2 separate regions of the Rattus norvegicus genome follow, and region 1 is linked to region 2. The links are chromatin contacts, called in public Hi-C maps. All regions are on one chromosome and are shown on one strand. Each heading gives the region's core, a stretch centred on a gene start, on an enhancer-like site or on the middle of the called end of the contact. The rest is flanking DNA. Distances are from core to core; before and after follow the strand shown. Region 1 has its middle 200 kb from the start of Mreg. Region 2 has its middle 170 kb from the start of Fn1.

Region 1 (3,610 bases), core at 217-2,716, 210 kb before region 2:
ACACACACGCACACCACTTCAGCATGGCTTCACGCAGGCATTTACTAAAGTTATGCCAGCCTCAGGGCTCCCACTTCCTCTCCCTACTGTGTCCACCTTCTTAGCTGTTTCCAGGACATTCTTCGGCTTCTCTTTTTCCTTCCTCAGACTTTTTTTTTCTGCTCTCTGACTCCAGAGCCTCAGCAAGGTTGCTGCCTGCCTATTATTCTTTCCAGTAACCCATTAAACTCACCTTGGTGTCTGGTGAAACCTCTCTGGCATCCACCCATTCACCACAGTGCCCTTCACCTGAGAGAGGAAGACCCCTCTGGACAAGCAGAAACCCCTTTACCACCATGGCCCGAGTACCTCCCTTCTCCACGTCCCCAGCCCGCTCTACAGGAGTGTTTCCTTGCCGACAGCAGGGTTTTGCTCTTAAACATTTATTTTTATTGGCTGTATGTCTGTGGAAATGTGTGTCAGTGTGTATGGGTGTCTGCAGAGGTGAGGAGAAGGTGTAAAATGCTGTGTCGCTGGAGTCGTGGGTGGTTGTCCACTGCCTGCTGAGGTGCTGGGACTTGAACTCAGATCCTCTGGAATAGGAGCATGCATTCTAAATGCTGAGCCTCCTCACCAGCCCACATACAGTAGTTTTACAAAAGTTACAGTTTCCAGGAACGTGGAGGAGGGGACAGTGAGGTGATATATGAAGGGCAACTGCAGGGGACACTTTAGGGTCGGGGACTATAGCATACTTCAATGCCTGTGGTTGAGGCTGGGGATGTCGCTCAGTTGTTGGCATGTTTGTATCAAGTTTGTAGAGCGTGACCAAAGCCCTATGTTTGATTGCCTGGGCACAGCAGTACGTACCTGTGATTTTAGCTCTCACGAGGTAAACTCATCAGGAGTTCAAGGCCAGCCTGAGTTACATGAGCTTCTGTTTCAATAAAAATAAAACAAGCAGCTAAAATAGAACCACACATACACGTGTAAGCACACACACATAACACATAGCTGAGACTAGTTATGGAACTGTGACAGGGGTTAAAAACACTTATCTACAGCACAGTGTGCTTAAGGGAAAAGTTAGCATTTGTCAAAGTAGGAGGGGGATTCAGGACCATTGTGACAGAAGAGAAAGAATGAGTTCAATTTTAAATACTACAAAGACACACATAGGGATTTGTAGCCTATGAAGAAAGCCAGAGGGTCAGTAGAGAGAAAAAGGACTAAGGGTAGTCATCCACGAGGAAGGGGAATTCCAGACAAACTCTAGACAAAGTAAATTTATTATTATTTTTTTTATTGCTTATCTGTCTTTGGTCATAGAAGTGTCAGGCACGACCTTTGGATGGGTGAAGACAGGGGGTGTATTTTCTCTCCTACAGGATACATTTTCAACAAATTAAACACAAGCACAGACTAAACAGTCCAAGCAGGGTTCTTGGTAAAGGCTGGCCAGGGTGATCACGTCAAGAGTGGATGGTTCTTGCTAAACTGTGTGCGACTAGGCAGAGATAAAGCCCAATGTTGTCTAACTGTCAGACACACTGTCTAAAGCTTGGTCACAGGGCCGTTACTGTCTACTGTGCTGTTATGTTGCTAAGCTTAGGACAGGTTCACAGCTTTGTCTTATGTTGGTGATTAGGCTGACCCCAATACCCAAGGTTGTGCAAGCAGTCTTCATTGCAAGAAAGCAGCCACTGAGAAAATAGGACAAATCTATTGATCCTATTGATTTAGCAAGGTGGTTTTCAGGAAGTTAGAGATTTTGTTTTTCTCATGCCAATGGGGGGTGCAGGGCAAAACACCTGTTCGACTACTGAGCTATCCTGTAGCCCCAGATCTTTTCGTTTTAACTAACCTTATGTGCCTTTTTGCTCCCTGTGCAATACTAAAAGTCAGTGCACTATTGCATTATAACCTGTGAGCATCTAAGATGTATGCGGTATAATATAAAAAATAATACTTGATGTGGTAACCCAGGAGACAGAGTGGAATCTTTGGAGATTTCTCTCTAGGTGATATAGAAAGCAGACCAGAAACCTTGGAAACAGACTTGGTGGTGTGGGGTTGGAGTTTGGCAGACTTCCTGGTGGGCAGACAGATAGGGAGAGGGGCCATGGCTATGTGATAAAGGTGGCGAGCTTGCAAGATGGCTGGTTTCCTTCTCCCTTTCCTGGTCGGAGATGAAAGCCTGGCAGCTTAAAACAAAGGCCTGTGGCTTTGTCTCCCACCAGCAAGGCCCCCTGCTGATGGGTTGGCTCAACAGGTCCAGAGACGCAGCAGGATGCATTTAGAGACAGTTGTGGGGCCAATCAGCTATCCAGCCTGTCTTTCTTCAAACCGACCAACTTTAAGTTTAGGGGAGAAAGACCCTTCGGAGACTTAGAAAACTCCACCCCTCAGGATGAGGCTGGATTTTGTCTCCCCGAGTTCCACCTCTGCTTTGTGGAGGGTCTTCCTGTGTACCTGCTTATATGCACGTGCATTTCCTCATCCAGAACGAAAGGCCTTTCTTCACCTGCCAATTCTGTCACTCCTGCTTCTTGTGTTTATGAGTTTTCTGCCTCTGCCTGTTGAGCTGGAGACTTTCCCCCCTGCCTTTTAATTCTTCACCTGGCAGAGAAAGCAACTTGATCAAGATCCCTAGATGGTGACAGTATTCCTTAGGTTCCTCAGGTTGGCTTGGAGATCAAACCACAAAGGGGGAGAAGGACCATCTGCACCTATTCACTGCTCAGTTACTATCCCAGTAACTATCTCCACACTAGGACCTTCCTGGATTTTTATCAGGAAAGGAGGAGCATGCAGTCCGCCTTCCCCAGGCCAGGGTTCTGTGTCTACAGTCAATCACCCATAATAGAGACCATTTGGGGTGGGAGTGGGACGAGGAAGCTGCATTTGTACAGAACATGTACAGACATGTACCTTGTATCTCGAGCAATCCAGGGTAAGCTCTGTTAACATGATTTTCTAGTGTGCTAGGTGGTGTGAGTAACATACAGACATATGAAAGTATATGGGGAGATATGTGTGAGTTCGTGTGCAAAGAAATTCCACTTTATAGAAATAGCTTGAGAATTGGTATTTGTGAGGAGTGCAAGAGCCAACACTCCATGGGTAGTGAAAGATGAGGTATTTATCCATATGTGAGCTGGTTCCCCTCAGCTACCTTCCCAAAGCCATGACGTGCATATAGAAAATGAGTTATATTGAAGGGCTTAAAGTGTCTAGACAAGTTTCACTTAATATTTGCCTTCTGGGGTAAGGAGGTAGGTATACTGAGAGAGAAAGAATGAAAGGACAACAGAAAAGGAAATTGATTGTTGGGGCTCAGATATGGGATCCCCAAATATGCTCTCTTGGCACTTGATAAAACTGCAAAGATAAGGTCACTCCGACCTCTCTCTTTTCTCCTGACATAGAATCCTAAAGGAATTTTCTGACCTACTTTGCCTGAAGTTGGTGATAAAACTTTTATTCCAGTGGGAACCCATCCAGGTAGAGAAGAACCTGAGTAAACAGCCGTGTGGTGCCCTCAGCTCAGCTCACCATGAGGTCACAGTCCATTTACATCTAGTCACTCGTCTCTGTAGCTCTCTAACTCTGTGGAATGGAAGCATAGAAA
Region 2 (3,546 bases), core at 489-2,988:
GCCTGGATTTGACTCATTAACTGGAAAAATACAGTAGAGAGATCCCTCCATGGCTTACCTATTCTTTCCCAAGGGGGCTAACTTAGGGTTGTTTCTGTTTAAAAGGGAGAGCAGACTCATGTAAAAACTTGCTTTTGTTTCAAGAAAGAGTGGGAGGGGAGGTCGGTCTATCTCAAAGGGAGTAGGGGATGGAAGACCTGATTTGTTGCTATAATTTGGTTATATCATGAGGGCGGTGAAGCAAATACTCCCTCTGGGGGTAGGGGAGTGCTCAATTATCTCCTCGCACTGGCTCGTCGTTAGGAAATAAAGACACTGAAAATGGGCTGCAATTACTTCTAAATCTGGAAATATCTTCAAACAGCAGACCACGTGTCTCTGAGATTTTCCTCTGCAAGTTGTTCTGTCAGGGAGCCAGGAATAACTTTGTTTCCATACAGAGCCTAGCTTTCAGAGCTCACGGACAAGCCAATTTAGCATATGGTGTTAGACTACCACGAACCTATTCTCTTCCCAAAAATAGGCTTGAAAAAGATTACTTTGTTGAGTACTTATAAAGGGTCACAAATTATGTAAGGGACACAGCACTCCTGAGAATGCTAATTTGTCCATTTGACAGCTCTACAGAACTTTATACAGCTATTTCTAAATCGTGTATGGGAGTGCCTTGTCCAGCATGGCCGTTCTGTGACTCTGTGTAGTGAGATGATAGATGTGTACGTGTTATCAAAGCAAACGAATACAACAATTGTAAATTGTGGCGAATGATATAAGCCAGGAAGTTTAGAGGACGTCAGGATGGTCTCTTTCAAGAGGTAGTATCTAAGCTGGTACAAGAGACACAGAAATAGTCAGGAAACGTAATATGAAGTAGTGCCTTCTTGGCTTGGTGGGTAATGAAGTAAAGGTCCTTTGCCTACATGGGTCCTGAGGTCCTGTTTTAAAGGAGTCTGAAGAATAAGCATGTAGCTCTATTAGAGACACCAAGCAAGCTTTCCCATCCTTCTTCCAAGACAGGGTTCCCCGTGTAGTCCTGTCCGTCCTAGAACTCACTCTGTAGATCACACACTGGCCTTGAACTCACAGATCCACCTGCCTCTGCCCCCACAAGTGCTTGGATTAAAGGTATGCATCACCACCACCCACGGAAGCATAACTTCTTGCTTCAATATCTCTTGGATCTATTCATAAATGCAAGAGCTGGGGAGATGGTGTGGTGATTAGGAGCTGGGCATGGATTCAACTCCCAGCATTCACATGGCTGCTCGAACCCTCTGTAAATCCAGTTCCAGGGGATCTGACGTCTCTTTTGGTCCCTGTGGGTACTGGACATGCATTTGGTGCATAGACATGCATTTTGTTCAGGCAAAATACCCACACACGTGAGATAAAAATTTTAAAAAGAAAGACTTTTATATTAGGGTTTCTCGGGGAAATAGAACCAAGCAGAGAGAGGGCTGGATGAGTAGGAGAATCAATAGACGGATGTAGACACAGCCATGGTAAACAAGAGGGATTTATTACAAGAATTAGCTCGTACACTGTGGAGATGAAGTGCGAAAGACGGTCACCCCAGGAAGCCGATGGAATGGGTTGACTCAGGTCCAAAGGCCCGAAACAAGGAAGCTGGGGAAATAAAACTTGGAGTTCAAACGCAAAGGTCGAAGGCCTGAGAATCCAAAGGGACTGCTGGTGTGGTCAGCAGGGGCTGGAGTTCAAGGCATCCCAGACTCACAGGGCAGAGCAAACTGACCTTTCCTCTGCTCCTTTGTTCTGTATGGGTGAGGATGGTTCTTCTTTCCTCACTCCCCGGCTTCACTGATGGTCTCTTCTGGAAACAGCCACACAAATATAATCAGAAATGATCTTTTGCTACCTCTCCAGGTTCAGCAAAGGACCAAGAGGCAAAGGCAGAGAGTGCTAGAGAACACCTAGGCTCCTCCTCTGGTTTCCACACATGCATACATGGGCATGTACCTCCCTACACACATGTGCATACACATGCATACCTCTTGCACACACACACACGCACACACACACACATGCACACACACACACACATACACACGCACACACACATGCTTTTTTATAATTTATTTCCATTAGAAGAAGGTAAGAGAATGTCTAAAGAGTATAAATGGCAGACCAGCCACTGTGTAGCTATTCATTTATTAATAAATAATAATTAATTATTATTATTCATCCCATGCTGGGATGTTTCATTTGTTTGTTTCAAAGGTGAGACCACTATGGCCGGCTGGGCTGGGTTATCTATCCCATGTAACAGGGCTCTGCCAATCTGAAATTCAAATCTCTCCCAATCCTCACCCCGAGGCTTTCCCCTAGAGTTCTAAAAATATTTTCCTCTTTCAGGGGAACCACTAATTGGACAGTGCACACTTACACTCCCTAGTTTCAAAGCATCATGTCCTCTCCAGATCATGCTTTATGAATTATAAATATTTCTGGGGAGGCTGTTTTCCGATTAAAGGAGGAAACCATTTGAGTCTTTTTATCTAAACGTTTACCCACCCCCATGAGATTAATTGCCTAGGACATGCCAACTTCCCTCTTTTCATCAGTTGAAAAAATGTAAAACTGTCTTTTCCCCATTGCTTTGTCAGTAGAAACAGGGGGAAAGGTGATGCTGTAACATTCTTCTTTTAGCTAAATCACTTGGAGGACATGCACCAATTCCTGCCTTTGATTCCTAGATCAGAAATACGACACATGGTGTTATATTTTCATGACGACATGTGATGAAGAATAGCAGGAGTTTCCTCTTTCCTGCTGCGAGTATGTAATTGGATCTTGTGTCACAGGTTTAAAAGAGAAGTGTGTGGAAGAAGGAAGGGCCTAGAAGACATTTAAAGAAAACAATATATCCATATAGATTAGTATCTTGAATTTTACAGTTACAAGAAAGGCATTTTGTTAGCCAATTACCTGAAATACTTATGGGAGTATAATCACATATGGGGTTGGGAGTAGGGGACTGTAGGCTACTACTTAAACTATAGAGCCACAGCACTCCTTGTCTAATATTAAAACAAACCCGAGGGCCACAAATAACAATAACATTTATATTCTGTTTGTAGTGGAGATGGGTGTGAGGACGTGTGTAGAATATCAGCATCTTCAAGCATTTTAGGTATCTGCTAAGTTTGATGTTGTTTGTAGATTACTTTGATTGTTGCTGTGATCAACCAGCAACCGAATTGGGGAGGGGCTCACTTTGGCTTACACTTTGAAGGAGTACAGTCGGTTACTGTGGGGAAGCGGGGAAGCAGAAGTGTCAAGGGGCCGGTGACATCGTGTCTGCAGTCAGGAGGCAGAGAGGACAGGAAGTAAAATCGGACTTAGAAACCTTAAGGCCCTGTGACCTACTTCTTCCATCTAGACCCTCTCTCAAGACTCCGTCCCATCAAGGGAATGAGTGTTCAAATACATGAGCTTCAGGGGGACATTTCACATTCAAGCTACAACAGTTGTTCTATAATTATCATTTTTTAAAGTATCATGCTGTAGCACTTCTGGTCCTATTCA

What was found. A called contact is a pair of places that touch in the nucleus more often than the background predicts.
Region 1: a contact with region 2 is called in a Hi-C map of liver, with 3 times the contacts expected there. The contact joins two enhancer-like sites. A contact is called at or near these places in 2 of 12 Hi-C or Micro-C datasets (both in liver).

What each region holds. Positions count from the first base shown.
Region 1 is chr9:81,086,962-81,090,571 of GRCr8, reverse strand. No RefSeq gene overlaps it. Among named protein-coding and RNA genes, the nearest start is that of Mreg, 200 kb to the left of the region's middle. Within about 2 kb of position 1,466, at least 3 of the 93 cell types and tissues checked have an H3K27ac peak or open chromatin away from gene starts, as enhancers often do. A contact at or near this core is called in liver, where this site is marked.
Region 2 is chr9:80,879,068-80,882,613 of GRCr8, reverse strand. No RefSeq gene overlaps it. Among named protein-coding and RNA genes, the nearest start is that of Fn1, 170 kb to the right of the region's middle. Within about 2 kb of position 1,738, at least 3 of the 93 cell types and tissues checked have an H3K27ac peak or open chromatin away from gene starts, as enhancers often do. A contact at or near this core is called in liver, where this site is marked.